Linked DNA regions of Mus musculus: all the other regions are linked to region 1. The links are chromatin contacts, called in public HiCAR-type and HiChIP or PLAC-seq maps. All regions are on one chromosome and are shown on one strand. The core of a region is the stretch at or near the end of the contact, and the rest is flanking DNA. Distances in the headings are between cores, read along the strand shown. Region 1 overlaps Abcc12 (ATP-binding cassette, sub-family C (CFTR/MRP), member 12). Region 2 overlaps Phkb (phosphorylase kinase beta). Region 3 overlaps Phkb (phosphorylase kinase beta).

The links. HiCAR-type assays count read pairs that join an accessible place to other places. HiChIP or PLAC-seq counts read pairs in DNA pulled down with a chosen protein or histone mark.
Region 2: a contact with region 1 is called in a HiCAR-type map of fibro-adipogenic progenitors, with 7 times the contacts expected there. The contact joins two enhancer-like sites. A contact is called at or near these places in 1 of 484 Hi-C or Micro-C datasets (nephron progenitors) and 4 of 115 datasets of contacts at active chromatin or transcription factors (the NIH/3T3 cell line, SST interneurons, astrocytes and 1 more).
Region 3: a contact with region 1 is called in an H3K27ac HiChIP or PLAC-seq map of stem cell-derived neural progenitor cells, with 10 times the contacts expected there. The contact joins two enhancer-like sites. A contact is called at or near these places in 4 of 115 datasets of contacts at active chromatin or transcription factors (astrocytes, fibro-adipogenic progenitors, neural progenitor cells and 1 more) and 1 of 9 other capture datasets (embryonic stem cells).

Annotation. Positions count from the first base shown.
Region 1 is chr8:86,534,373-86,539,388 of GRCm38.p6, forward strand. It overlaps Abcc12 (ATP-binding cassette, sub-family C (CFTR/MRP), member 12), which reads right to left. Exons shown (of 29, transcript NM_172912.4): 13 at 3,951-4,154; 14 at 502-636; 15 at 316-391; 16 at 151-219. Among named protein-coding and RNA genes, the nearest start is that of Abcc12, 30 kb to the right of the region's middle. Within about 2 kb of position 2,054, at least 88 of the 459 cell types and tissues checked have an H3K27ac peak or open chromatin away from gene starts, as enhancers often do. A contact at or near this core is called in fibro-adipogenic progenitors, neural progenitor cells and stem cell-derived neural progenitor cells, where this site is marked.
Region 2 is chr8:85,869,632-85,874,647 of GRCm38.p6, forward strand. The region is part of intron 2 of Phkb (phosphorylase kinase beta); the gene reads left to right. Among named protein-coding and RNA genes, the nearest start is that of Phkb, 31 kb to the left of the region's middle. Within about 2 kb of position 2,225, at least 58 of the 459 cell types and tissues checked have an H3K27ac peak or open chromatin away from gene starts, as enhancers often do. A contact at or near this core is called in fibro-adipogenic progenitors, where this site is marked.
Region 3 is chr8:85,923,233-85,928,248 of GRCm38.p6, forward strand. All of the region lies in intron 8 of Phkb (phosphorylase kinase beta), which reads left to right. Among named protein-coding and RNA genes, the nearest start is that of Phkb, 85 kb to the left of the region's middle. Within about 2 kb of position 3,114, at least 43 of the 459 cell types and tissues checked have an H3K27ac peak or open chromatin away from gene starts, as enhancers often do. A contact at or near this core is called in fibro-adipogenic progenitors, neural progenitor cells and stem cell-derived neural progenitor cells, where this site is marked.

The DNA.
Region 1 (5,016 bases), core at 804-3,303:
GCATTACCCTGTGTGAGCACACTCTACAACACACCACCGTCCTCGCTTCCCAAAGCGATAACCGCTGTTTTACCACTCCTCCTCTATGCAGACAGGGGATGCCTAGCATGTACTCCCAGGTACACAGCCAAGGGAAAAGATGGTAAATACCGTTTGTGTCCACAAATTCTTCTGTTTCAGGTTCTTTTCCTTCGTCCTTCTCATCTCCTGAAGCCAAGACTAGGATGAGAAATTGTATAATAAGTAAATGGAAAGGTCTGTGTCCACTCAGGATCCAGGGGCAGTGAGAGAGAGGGGACTGTCATCTGACTGTACCAGCGTCTTCATCCCTCTGAGCTGGGCTCTCCTTCAGGGTCTCCACCATGGCTACATTGTAAATGTGCTCTGGATCCTGGAGATAAAATGAAATGACTTCTGAAAGTGAGCCAACAGACCTGTCCCAGGCAGAAAGCCATGAGGCGGGACTCTTAATCCCACTCACCAGGCAGGTGTGCAGTTTACCTTGAATTGCAGTCCCCGGAGGTTGTGGATAAGCTTTGCATAGCGCCCCCTCTCTTCCATCAACTCCTTGTGGGTGCCCTTTTCACAGATCTCTCCATCTTCTAACAGAATGACCTCATCACAAGACTCCAGGAACTGCAGAGACAGTGCATCCATCCACAACAGCACTGCCTCGGTAAGAAAGAGCTCACACCAAACTCCCAGCCTGCTTTCCCAGGTGCACTGAATTACTGGGGTTTTCAATCCTGGCACTATTACCAAATAATCCCTTGTCTTCAGGGGCTGCCCTGTGCATTGTAGACTATTTCGCAGCCTCTCTGGTGTCTACCTACCAGTAGGATGTCTTTCCCTAGTTGTGATGAGCAAAATTGTCTGCAAGCACTGCCAAATGCCCCAGGGGTTGGAGCGGGGGCGGCAATTGAGAACCACTGAGCTAGTCCCCAGTCTTTTCAGTACAGAAGCTGGACTCTGGCTGCAACAATGAGGCAATCAAAACTTCCTTCGATTCTTCTCTGTGAATGAGCTACCCCACTCAGAAATCTGATTGACTATTGTGGAGGCCAAGGTTTGGAAAAGACAGAAAACATGATCCCAGTCCTGTCAGAAGCCCCACCCCACTGAGCCCGGGGAATAGAAACCGGGTCATAGGCCACACCCCCACCAGCTTTAACAGAACAATAACGATGTGAACAATAAATATCACAGGCCCTGTTTTTCTGATTCCGAGACCCTTCACATCCACACCAATCCTTGGATTAAAGAATTCTGCTGAGAGGGATGCCGTTTTATTTTGGAAGAAGAAAGGGCACTCCTCGATTGATCCACCCAACAAAGGGCAGATAGTCCCCTCCTAAAGGCAGGCAAAATGCTGTAAGAGTGGGAACAGTTTGATCTAAAGAAGAAAGCCATCACAGCAGGGCCAGAGTCCCGGATTTGCACTTCTACTCTGCTCAAGGCCAAAATCCCACTTGGCTAAACTTGATTCGAATCCTGCAAGCAAAGGCCTACCACTGATAGTTGTACACCTGATGGGGTGGGTGGTGCCCAAATGCTTCAACCAGAGCAGTTCCAGCAGCATGGATAGCTCTAGCCTCTGTCTCCCCTATCCATGACTGGAGCCCTTCCTCAGGCAGCCCAAGCAGGAACCTGGCTCCTACTGCCCAGTGGAGGGAGACACACCTTCTGCTTCTGACAGAACCTTTCCCTCAAAGACAGACTTGGACCTCAGGCATCATCCTCTGGTGTTCCACAGCCTGATCTTACATCTTATCTCCCAACCTCGGGCAGCTCTCAGCTCAAGAAAGCTGTAAGCTCGGTTAAGCCATTGATTCTTTTCACACGAGGAAAGGAAGCACACAGGGCCCACTACAATCTACAGGCTTTTCTGCCTATGTGTGGGACCACCACCCAGACTTGGGAGGGCCCCGAAAAGGTCCCTCTGGCCAGCAAGCCCTTGGCTCACTCTGGTGACACCAAGTAGCTTTGTGTAGCCGTGCTCTGCAAACACTTCGGAAGCTGAGCCCTTAGTAGATTCCAGCAGCTCGTCAGACTGCTGGCCTCGCTTTGTTTCCTCAAGTAAACAGATGAGTGGCTGTCATGGCCAGCTACTCCAAAGCATCTGAGGTCAGAGCAGCTAGGAAATGTTCTGGAAAGCCCCGGGGCTGCAGTTTGAGGCTGAGCCCTCCCCTCCCCCACAAAGAATGGGATGAAGAGTGTATCAAGATTATGGTGCCATCTGGTGGCCTTCTTCCTCTCCCAACAAGCAAAAAGTGAGCTAAAATGACCTTGGAAAGGTGTGACTGCTGGAGACTCTGGGAAAACACCAGCTTGCCTAAGATCATACTTCGGGCTAGTGAGTTTCAAAGATGGGCTGGGCATGTGGCTATGGTTTATCCTCCAAGAGGGGATAATAGAGGGACAGCTCTGTCTCACACCTGTCAGGACCAAGGCAGCATCCTCCAGGACCCAGGACTCCTCCGGAAGACAGTTCTCCCAGGGCAAGCAGATGCCACAGACTGAATAGTCACAGGCCAGGGCTATGGTAACCACGCTAAGGAATCTAGCTAGGCCACAGACCATTTCTAGGCAAAACATGGGATTCCAGACTGAATCCAGCCAGCCTTCTCCTTTCCTCAGCCCTGGCCTACAGAGGACCTAGGAGTTCTTGTCTAACTAATCTGGCTCATTATTTTATAGAGCTGTGGCTCACCTGCTAAAGAAACCAGATACTCACATGTATAAAATTTGAATGCTTAAAGCTTATTCTGGGGAGCTGTGGGGGGCTGGGTTTCCTGGGTCTTTGAGAGGCCCTCTCTCTTCAGGGTGGTCCTCCTGGCCTCAGCCAGAGGGTACCAACCTACAGGCTGCAAAGTCCTATAGCTATGGCAACCTTACTTGCTGCTTCAGCCTTCACACCTTCACCACCTCAATTTCTGATTCACTGAAAGGCAATGAGATCTGCTTCCTGCCCCCCAGACCAGGCCTACTGAACAAGAAGAAGGGGCTCTCTGCACCAGTGCCCCAACGGGTCACCTCCCAATGTCTCTGGGATGTTTTCTACTTTGAGGTATGCGTGCTCGTGCACACGCACACAAATACATACTCACGTGCAGTATATCTCCCAGACTTGGGAGATTAGAGAGAGAGAAAGAGAGAGAGAGAGAGAGAGAGAGAGAGAGAGAGAGAGAGAATGAGAGGGTAACCTTGAATTATCTTGGGTAGAGAAGGGGCCCTAGATTCCCACCAAGCATTCAGAACCTGTATGTGGGATGGATTCAACAAGGTCTGTGACCATGCAGCCAAATCCTCCAGTTCACTTAACATAAGCCCAGTCTCTTTCTCCAGCAAGATTCACCCTCCTAAGCCAGAGGGAGACTACTGTTTGAATGGGAACAGGATCTAAGAAGGCAGAAGAACCCTGAAGCGTTGCCCATTGGTCCTGGCCTCAGGAGCCTTTCCTGGGCTAGGGGAAGACTGGGGAGTCTGGGCCACTCATCACAAGAGCCATGACTTTCTGGGTGAGGAAAGAAAACAGAGCTTCCATGACCCTCAGACAAGGAACCCCCAACCTCAGGCCCATCAAGTCCCTACTGGAGAATGGGTAGAGCCTGACTTGTCCATGCCTGGCTCCCCATTTCCTTGGCACCAATGGCCCAGATCTCAGAGCCAATTGATCCTACACAATCTACCCAATGGGGGAGGAAAAGTCGTCTCCCCACTGATCCCAAAGACTAAGCCAAAGGAAGTCATACCCAGAGAGGAGCAGGTAGCAATACCAGGAAGCTAGGGATGGCTGCAGGACTCATCAGTGTCTCCTACCATCTCAATCCCCTGTTCAGGTAAAGCCACCTACTGGTGGAAATGGCATATTTAGGCAGAACAGGAGTCTCTTTGACCATCAAGTGCTGCACTCATCCCAAGGCCTCATGGACCACGCACATCCCAGTCACCTGCAACTGGTGGGTAACCAGCACAACTGTCTTCCCTTTGAGTGTCTTCTTAATGCATTCTTCAAAGACATGCTTCCCCACGTGGGCATCCACAGCCGAGAGCGGGTCATCCAGCAGGTAGAGCTGACGATTAGCATACACAGCACGGGCCAGGCTGATCCTCTGCCTCTGTCCCCCAGAGAGGTTGACACCCCGCTCTCCAATCTGTGGACAGGGATAATGGCACTGCCCATCATTATTAAGTCTGCCTGCCACCCCATGGTCTTTGTATATCAGGAGCATTCTAAAACTCTTCAGGACTCGGGGAGACAACACAGCTTGTTATCTCTCTCTGCACATAAGCTCCCCCATGCCTTACGCTAGGCAATGCTGACTGGAAGAATTCCACCCACCCCACCCCCTCACTTCATGGAAGCACAGTGCCAACTGAGAACAGCTCTCTCTGACTCTGAGTAAGGGGTGCCTATCACATGACTCCCAATTCCTGGTGCACAGTCCACTATTGATTGCTAACACCGAGATTTGGCTTTGGTTTTGTTTTTGTGGTTTTTGTTTGGTTTTGGAGCAGGGAACTTTGGAAGAATGTACAGTGAATAGTGAAAAGGAAGGACTGTGCCTGGGAGATGGATCAGGGACCCCTATGTCCACTTCTTCGTGTACAAATGTGTGTGCCATGAAGACACCATCAATCCCTAAAACTTGGCGCCTGATCTGAGGCATGGATTATATGCTCAGTAGACATTTCCTGCAAGATGAAAATCTAGGTTATGTTTTTCTAGGAATCCCGTCCTCCTGAGTACAGAGTGGATCCCACTGTACTCAGATGCCCAGCTTCTAAGCTAGGTGCCATGTGCTGAGAGCTGGGACCTGGGAGCTCAGCAAGAAAAGTGACACATGAACCAGGAGCTCACATTTTAGCACTGGAAACTGGACACACAACACCAGCACTCAACATATTCACCAAGTGCTAGCCAAGAAGCATTAATTGCAGCACTTGGTGTCAAAGCACTACTGACTGTAGACCTCCAAAGTCTCTCTCAGGGGAGCTGCATTAGCTTCTGAAAGT
Region 2 (5,016 bases), core at 975-3,474, 660 kb before region 1:
GTTCAGTTGATCTCCAGTAGTGCCTCAGAGCACACACGTGCACAGGAGATGGTTTCGAACAGTGTGTTAGGCAAAGCAGCTAGTGAAGGCCAGGCTTAAGGATCAGACTTAGTAAAGCGTTGTTTCAGGAGACTGTGACAAGGACAAGGGAGCATAACCTGCTCCATCTTGAAAGAGTTCTGTGTTGAAATTTACATCATCTAATCCCGGTTTAATATCATCCTCATAGCTTTGACAGGAGTTTGAGACTGGATGGCCATATGAACTCTCTATATGATATATTTTGGTTAGACATTCAAATTTTGATTTCTATTTTAAGAAACTATACAAGTGGTAAATAAATACCTAGCTTTTTAGATAATAAGAGCTTTATGGTATAAAAGTATACCTGTCTCCCTAGGGGCAGTCATTTAACCATTTGTTATATCTTTCTAGACTTTTAGAAGTACTCAGTTATCTTTATGCATGTGCAGTTGAAGACATTATATGTTTAGTTTTTAATCCTATTTTTGTAATTTAGGGTCCAGCTACATGTGGAATACTATATATCATTATAATACTTCAGATTCTTCTTACTTCAAACATTTGATTCTATGAATGTGTAAGTGCGAGCATAAGATATATTAATATTTCAAACTTAATAACATAGCTATTTTTATTGAGTGAAAACATAGATTTAGAATTTTACTATTTATTGGAGTTTTATCTACTTTAATTTTCATTATGAGCCCCAAATTTAAAACTTTTATAGACATATCCATTCATCATTTAACATGCATCGTAGATTTTTTAAATATATGTAATACTTAAGTATTAAGAAAGTCCTGAAGAAGAAATGTATTATAATTAGTCTAATAAGATGATTTAAGTGTATAGTACTTAGAGGTAAATATGTACATGTGTGGCTGTTTTTGTGCACATACATGTGAGTATGTGGGTGTGTTTGTGCACATACATGCATGCACATGTGATTGGGTGTGTTTGTGCATGTATATGCATGCACATGTGAGTATGTAGGTGCGTTTGGACACATACATGTATGCCCATGTGAGTATGTGCTGTTAGTGTGGTCAGAGGACGCTCTAGGGCATTGTTCCTAGCCTTCTACCATTTTTGAAGTGGGACTCTTGTTATTCAAAGCTGCACTTGCTAGTCTAGCCTGCCAATGGCTGGGAGGGATCCTCCTGTTCCTGACTCCAGTCTCTGGAAGAGTGAGGACTGCAGATGCTACTGTGTACTTATTTGGGTCCTGAAGATCCAGAGTCAAGTTGTCATCCTTGGATGATAAGTACATTACCCACTGAGCATCTCCAGGCTAACATAAAGCATTTTATGTAATTTTCCTCTTACCTTTGATTAAAAAACAGATTATTTCTTCCAGAACCTTTTTTAGAAGAAAATCATTAACGAAGCCCATGTATCTAGTGTACAATTTGTTAGTTTAACAATGCTTTAATGCCTCCTTTGAATGTTATTGTCTATAAACAAGTTGCATTTTAACGGTTTTTGAAACATTTAATAGAGTCCTAAATACCATTTCAATACATTTTAAGGAAATAATAGTATTTAAGGTAATAAATATGTACTTACTAGGCCTACTAGTATGTCTCCCAGTAAGTAGAATCCACACAATATACACATACACATTGTTAAATTAGGCATGCCAAAAAGAAAAGGATTAAAAATAAAAATAACAATAGCATAAACAAAAAATTATTTAAAAAGAATCAGAGCACCCAAAGGTTTTATCAGTTATTTGAGGGAACTCAAGGTCAGATTCTGTTTTACTCCATTCTGTCTTAACATAGAATGGCGTACAAGCAGCCGCATGGACACAGTTGTGAACACACCTAGCACAGCTGCATCAACAACATGTAAGTGTGTGTCTATCTTCAGAAGGAAGTCTTAGGTGATCTTTCAGGCTGCCTTTTGATTTTCTGCCAGTCTATTTCATTAGAAACTCCCTATTCTTTAATGTAAGGTGGCCATACCAAGGCTCAGTTCCTTCTGCTCTCAGATGGGTTAGTGCCCTGGACCAGCCAACAAGTCCTTCTTGTATGACAAGTTCCTGAGGGGAGGACTGGGGCTGAGGAAAGCTGGTAACTCATAACTCATGGCTTCTCACAAGCAAGCTTATTAAGAAATACACAATCTTCTATGTTGTTTGCAGTAGGGAAATGAGCCAAGATCAGCAGAGAGCTAAGTCATTGTTGGCAAGAGAATGCAACATACTTTAGACAGAGCTGCCTTAGGACTTTAAACCATAGCCCTTCACGGGGGGGAAAGCCAGCTTCCCAGGAACCAAAACTTTGAGGCCCTGGCCCTCGCTCCAGAACAGACCTTGCCACATCTGTCCCTAGTTAAGGATACAAAACTTTTGTTCCTTTTGTCTTTTCATCAATGCCTCTGGGAAATCCTTGGGTCTTCTTGGCTCCCAAAAGATTAGAATGTCCTTCTCTCTGTCATGTGAGCCTTGGTTCATTGGGCCTGTCTGAGCATGGCCTCAGAAGCACCGGAAACACTAGCCTATGCTTGCCTTTCCCTCGCAGAGGTTTCAGGCAACAGCCTGTACTGTCTCTGGTCTAGAACTAAGTTCCCTGCTATGAGCATTTCCGGTGCTATGTTTTACCACTGTAGAATTAGGTCCGTCTCATTGGGAGTACTGCAGTGTACACTAATGGACTAACTATTTTACTGTACTGGTAACCTGTTAACTTCAGAGATGAGATCTCCTTTTATGAATGTCTCAGGCCTTTGGTGTATTGAGTCACCATTCAGGTTAAAAATTGAAATGGATGGTGCTTTCCTCTGCCCTCATGCTTTAGGAGCATCTTTGTAACCCAGGGAATTATTTCCATACCTTGGAAAGTAGCATTGCTTACAGCAAATGGACAGGGAGGAGCTGAGTGCAGTTAGAGTAAAAGCAGAAGTAAACCGCAGTGGTAAAAAGCAGTGGACCAAGCTAACTAGGACAGTGAGCAGGAGGACGCTATGGGCGGCAGGGTTGGACGTGCAGTGGCAGCTAACGTTGGAGCTGCTGGCAGGTGTCTGAGAAACTGGAAGGAAGATTGAGCAGGAACAAATGCCAGTGATGTGGGAAATACCAGGGTTATGGTAGTGCTTTGAGAACTCAACAGATTTGGGTAATCACTTGGATTTTGCCATCTTTCCTTGTCTTCAACTGTGATCAGTGAACAGTTCTATAAGAACATTGACATCTTTACAGCCAGAGCATAAAATTTCAAGCAAAATGTGTGCTTCTCACAGACTTAATGTAGATCCTCAGTGGCAACTGCTTGCCAATCTTAAGTCTGGAATTGGCAACCATTGCTGCTGTATGCAGTTTTTTTGCCCCAACAAATTCATTTCATACCCTGTAGTACAGAGGAGAGGTTCTATACACACCCCCAGTCCTAGCCACTGAAGCTGCAGACAAAACAGTCAGAAGGGGAGAGGTTTCCTACACCTCCCTTCTCTGCTGGAGCCTGTTCACAGTTCCCAAGTGCGGGAGACTGAGGAAATAGTCATAGACTGCATCCTTTGTTTAAGGAAGGGAGATTTTGTGCCTACCTTTTTAAGGTTGTACTCTGTTTCTATAAGCACATTTCAGAATTTGGACCGTACTCATTGAATAGATAATAATAGATAGAAATCGAGACAGCTTACTAGGAAGCTGGGTGAATGCAAATGCTGAAAGCACTGGACCAAAGGTTCAGGAAGCTAAAGCCATCTCTATAGCACCTGCTTACCCCATGTTTGTACATCCTGTCCTGTTCTTGCATAGAGTCCAGGTTTGAAGGGTTTCCAGTTCTTTACCAACTGGCTTCTTTCATATGTTTATTTTAAAATATGTTCATTTTATTCTAATTGTGTGTATATGTGTGTACATTTGAATGCAGGTACCTGCAGAAATTTCAGATATCCTTGGTACTAGAGTTACAGGGACTTGTGAACTACATATTGTGGATGCTGGGTGAAATCCCATTTTAAAAGCGAAATAAAATGCTACTACTGATTCCTTCTCCTTTGACTTCACAATTTTGGCACTTGTTAATTTTTAAGAGTAATATTTCATTGAACTTGGAGTTTACAGACTCAGCTGGATTGGCTGGTCAGAGAGGTCTAAGGATTGGCCCATCATCTCCTCACCAGCACTGGGATTACATAGATGCAGTGCCACACCCAGCTCTGGGACTACTTAAATGCAGTGCCACACCCAGCTCTGGGATTACTTAAATGCACTGCCACACCCAGCTCTGGGATTACTTAGATGCAGTGCCACACCCAGCTCTGGGATTACTTAAATGCACTGCCACATCCTCTTTGTTCCCTTGGGTTTTTGTATCCCATGCCAGGTCCTTATGGTTATGTGTCAACTACTTTACCATCTGAGACTTCTCCCAAGATCCCTATATATTCAAATTTTGATAATTTTCTTTTTCCCATATAAGGTAAAATATTACCTTTACTAGTAGTGAAGATGTAAGTAAAAACAAAGATATTATTTGCTCATAATCTTTTCCTCTAAGCAATACTGTCCTTAGGTTACACATTCATGCTTACAGGTTGTGATCATTTGCATCCAGTGTATCTTAGTAGATGAACTTCACTAGGAATGTATAGTTTCCCAAAACTTTAATAACATGCTAATTAACAGTGGCCCTGCTGTTCTATCCCAGCTGACAAACTTTGCTTATGTTTATATCTGCCTTTAGCTATGGCAGAGGTCAGAAGGATGCTCTTATTCTCTGCGTAGCTGAAGGAAAGTTGTTCTAATGATCTGTGTATGTTTGCAAAGGTCTCCATTCCTTACTATGGAGCCATTGCAGTTGGTACCATTACTAATCGCCTTTAGAAAATGTCTTAACTTAAAGCATAGTGCTTCAGTTTTCTCTCTGTTTGAGGGGAGTGGCTCATGCTGCCCACGTGGAGGACAGGTGAGAGTCAGTCTTCTCCTACTGCGTGAGTCCGTAGTTGAGACTCAGTTAAGTGTGAGGACAGGAACCCTTACCTGGT
Region 3 (5,016 bases), core at 1,864-4,363, 610 kb before region 1:
ACGTTGTATGTTTTGATCAATGACTAATATTCTATAACAAATTAAGCCAGTGTAACAGACTTATTTTAAAATGACATCCAGATCCTAGCTGTGTAAACTTGAATAAGTTACGTCATCTTTGTATGCGTCTGTTGATCTTAAAACAAAGCTGATAGCAGTTACTTTACAGAGTCACTACAATAATTCTAGTGTGCTGTATGCCTTGAATGCCTGGTGTTAGTGTGACCTAGAATCCTGATATGTCACTCATTGAAGAACATTTCAGTACAAAAGACTGAAATTAAAAGCACTGTCAGGTTAACCCCAAAAGGCTGGTATTATTACAGAGCATTCTCTATAGATATTTATTCACATGGAACATTATTACATGTACAGCAGAATAATAGCAGTCATTGAACTTGGGTAAGTAGAGGAATGTTGTGGAAAAGCTCCATTTAGACATCAAATCTGATGAATACTAAACATTGTAATACGTTTTCTTTTGGCCAGCCTCTAAATTAAGTCTCCAACATCCAGAGAGCAGTTGAATCCTATGGGAGAAGATGGATCTGCTTAGGTAGTGTTAGTTATCATTTTTCCTTTTAGTATATTCGTCCCTTCTGTGCTTTTTAGTAACCACTTAAGAATATGCCAGTCTGATTTCTCTGTATTATTTTCATCCTGAAATATTAGAACTAAACTCTTTCCATACACAAAGACTATCTTAAACTTGGAAAGAACTCCAGGTGAAAATCCCTATTAAAAGTGGACATCTTAAGATATCACTCATGAACACATAGAAACTTCAACTGCTCTTCTTGTAACTCAGATGCCAGACTTTAATTTAAGTATTAAAAAATTATCATGTGATGCTCTCTGCTATCCTTGCCATAAAAATTAAATTTAACTGTAGTCAGCCAGTTTTATTCAACTGGATAAGTAATGAAGTTTGCCATTTGAGGTTATATGATAGGTTATATATATATTAACATTAACCTTATTGTTCATTGTATAAGAATTTATAATCTGCCCAGAGAATTTTATTTTTTCTTATACACCCTCCACCTCTACAGTGATCCCGAATTATTATTCACATATGCCTGTGTTTGGTGTATCATCTCTCATGCTGAAAGAATACATTTTGAAATAGTAAGGCAACTGTATCTCATGGTGTTCGTGGACCCAGTGATGTTGTTAGTGGCAGGCAACCAGTATCTTCTGTCCTATGTAGTAAAATATAGAGCTAATTCCAGCTAGCAGTCAAGTCGTGACCCTTCATTGATTTCTGAATTAGGATACCTCCAGATTATGTGAGCCTGCTTATATCTGTTCACTCCCACCTAGTGTACCAGCCTTTCTATATCTGCAAGCTTTTCTCATAATTTTAGATTGCTTTGAATTGAATTCAGGTGTTCTGTTTCTGGATGCTTCTGGATAAAAGTATCGTAGATCGAACAGACCATAAGGAGAAAATGTGTTTAATATACTTACCCTACTGAATGTCATAGTTTTGCATTGTAGTACTTTGTGGATTATCAGCTGTTTATTCTCATAAAATGACGTTGCTGACTGGGAGCTGTTTAGTACCACAAGAATCTAATTGTACCACATATTTCTAGCCTGAGAAAAGATAAAAATTTTAAGTATGTTTTCTACTGAATTGCTGTTTCTTTTATATCACTGTAAAAAAAAAAATACTAGTGTCTTGGTCACTGTTCTATTGCTGTGAAGACACTATGACCAAGGAAACCCTCATAAAGGAAAGCATTTAATTGGAACTTGCATTCAGTTTCAGAGCTTTAATCCATTATTTTGGTGGGAAGCATGGCTCTGGAGCAGTAGCTGAGAACTTTAAATTCCTGATCCTCAGGCAACAGGGTGGAGTGGGGGAGAGGGCCCTGGCTTAGGCTTTTGAAACTTCAAAGGCCAACCCCAAGGACATAAATCCTCCAAGGCCACAACTCATAAGCTTTCCCAAACATTATCATTCTTTGATGACTAAGCATTCAAACATTTAAGCCCATGGGAGCCATTCTCATTCAACCCACCACAACTACTTAAGTCCTACCTGATGATTTAACCATTTATCTGACTCCCATTGAGATCACATCCTTAGCTTTTCTAGATAGGGTTTCAGTAAGAAGATCTCTTGCTGGGTTTGGGGAGATTGCTCATTTGCCTTAGAATTATTTGAACCTGTTTTGATAACTGCCTCTCATGTTAAAGTGTAGGATATGGTGGTACACTGGGGAGGCAAAGGTGTGTACATCCTTGGGGCTTGCTCGTCAGACCTGGTAGACTTGGCAAGGTTCAGGCTTGTGGGAGGGAGGGCCTCTCTAAAAAAAAACCCAAAAAACATTGCTGTCAACTCCTGGTCACTGCGATTCTCTTGAGTCAGGGATCTATCTTTCTGTAATCCATGTGGTAAGTATTTATACTTTCCTTCTTTTTTTGACTCTTTGCCATTCCCTCTATGTCTGTGCTTTCCAGTTGCTATAGCAGAAGGATTGGGGATGGAGCCTATGACTGTTGCCTTAGAACTTTGGCTCTCCTTTCTGTTGGCACACTGGGTAACACTCCTCTAAGTTGTACTTTGTATGCAGGAAGACTGCTATCCCTGAACCACAAAAACACACCTTTCTGGTGTTCAGAAACTACAGTCCTACTCTTTGACATCTACTCTTGGCCAGTCCTTTAACAGTTGCAGTCTGTGGTACTGAAGAGCTATAGAGTATATATTTAAATCACCTAGAAGCATCAGTTCCTTTACAGAGGGAAACAAACTTGGAGGGGTGTATGATTTTTCCCTCTTAACTTAATGATAGAGTCAGAACTAGATTCCAGGTTAAGAACATCAGGGTGAAAAATAAACCCCACTAGACTGTGGCTCCGAGGTTATTTTTGTTCACATCTTGACATTCAACTCCTCTATAGGCTAAACTCACTTAATATTTTTTAGATAAAGCCCAGATTGTTGTTGTTTTAGTCTAAGCACAGCCTCACCCTTTCCGGGCTTCCGCAGAAGGCTCTATTAATCACTCCAAATTCACCACTTCTCTTCAAGTGTTGCCTAAGTAACTGTTGGCTGGGCCCAGGCTAGTTCCCTGTGCTTTTTCACTGATTTGGCTTTTTTTAGGTCTGAGCAGTTCTTTCAGCATCTCCTGGGACAACTAGGGTGATACTAGACTATGTTCTTTCTCTCTCTCTCTCTCTGCTGATCATTCTCCAAGGCCTGTATTAAATGCTCAAAGAGCACTTCAGTATCTATTTATAGCCACGGCAGTTCTCAACTCCCAGTTACACATCCAGCTAATTTCACATTGCCTCTGGGGTTGCATTTAAACCTATAACTTCTTCATTTTGGTGAAGATTCAAGTTTTACTTATAAAGTATCCGTTGAATCCTAAGGCCTAACCTTGGGGAAAAGTTTTCTGAGCATTAACTTATAAATAGACTCTTATGTTCGACCAAATCCTCACCTTGCTTCATCAGTAATTCTGGTGTTTGAGATTAAGGATGAATGAAAAGTAAAACAATTAAAATTGATATTTACTTTTTAAGGTTTATATTGTTTATATTGTGTTCTCCTTGTTTTTTAGTAAAGTAAAAAACAGTAAAATATTAGATATGTAGCAGTTTAAGATTCCTTTAGTGACCGTGTTATTCCTATGGCATTCATTGTTTAAGGCAACTGCTTGGTATTTTTTCTTTCTTTCTTTTTGATTCTATTATTATTATTAATTATTATTTTATTCTTCTCTCAGATATTATATCCAGATTGCGGTTTCCCCTCCTTCCTGTCCTCCCAGTTCCTCCTCCACACTTCCACACCCCATCTATTCTTCCTGCTATTCTCTTCAGGAAAGGGCAGGCCTCCCATGGAGATCAACCAGACATGGCATACCGAGTTGCAATAAGAGGATGCACCTTCCCAGTAGGAGGAAAGTGTCTCAAAGGCCCTTGTTCCCACTGTTAGGAATCCCACAGGAAGACCAAGCTATACAACTGTAATAAATATGCAGAAAGCCTAGGTCAGACTCATGCAGGTTTCTTGGTTGTCAGTTCAGTCTCAACCCATAACAGCCCAGGTTGGTTGATTCTGTGAGATTTCCTGTGGTGTCCTTGATGTCTCTGGTGTCTACAATCCTTCTTCTCCCTCTCCCACAGGATTCTTTGAGCTCTGCCTAATGTTTGGCTATAAATCTCTGCATCTGCTTCCATCTTTGCTGGATAAAGCCTCCTTGATAACAGTTGGGCTATCTGACCTCTGGGTCCTAGCAATGTCAGGGTTGAACACCCTCTCATGGCATGGGTCTCAAGCTAGACCAGTCATTGTTGGCCACTTTCACAATTTCTGCATCACCTTTACCCCAGCACATCTTACCAAATTGTAGCTTGAAGGTTTTGTGGCTGGGTTGGTGTCCAAATTCCTATTCGGGCTCCATATCCCCTATTGCTAGGAGTCTTAGCTAGAGGTACCTGGGAGTTTCCATTACACTAGGTTTCTAGCTTGTCCCTGAGATAACCAATTACAGTAGTCTCTTGTAGTATACACTCTCTATCTCGCCTCCCTGAACTTGATGCCTCCTGTTCCTGTCCCCACCCACCCCTCGTCCACTTGTGTGGAGGACTAAGAGTTCAAGACCATGGCTACATAGTGAATTTAAGGCTAGCTTGGGGTGCATTTGACCCTAAGTCAAAAAAATAAAAAGATAAAATCCACCCCCCCATGAAAACAAGACTAGTTACAAAGCTACAGTAATTTAAGATTGTATGATTTGTCTATACAAACAAACATTGAGATCAATAGAATTAACAGTCCAGAAATAAATCCATTCATATGGGGTCAATTCATTTTGATAGTACAATGACCCAATTAAAAACAGTCTTTTCAGTGTGGAGTCCTGGAACCAATGGATATCCACATGTAAACCAATAGATCTGTATCTCACCTCATACTATGTGCAGAAATAAACTCGATGTAGTTCAGGGACCTTACTTAATAGGAACTACTGTCGATGGTTAGAAAGAAGCTAA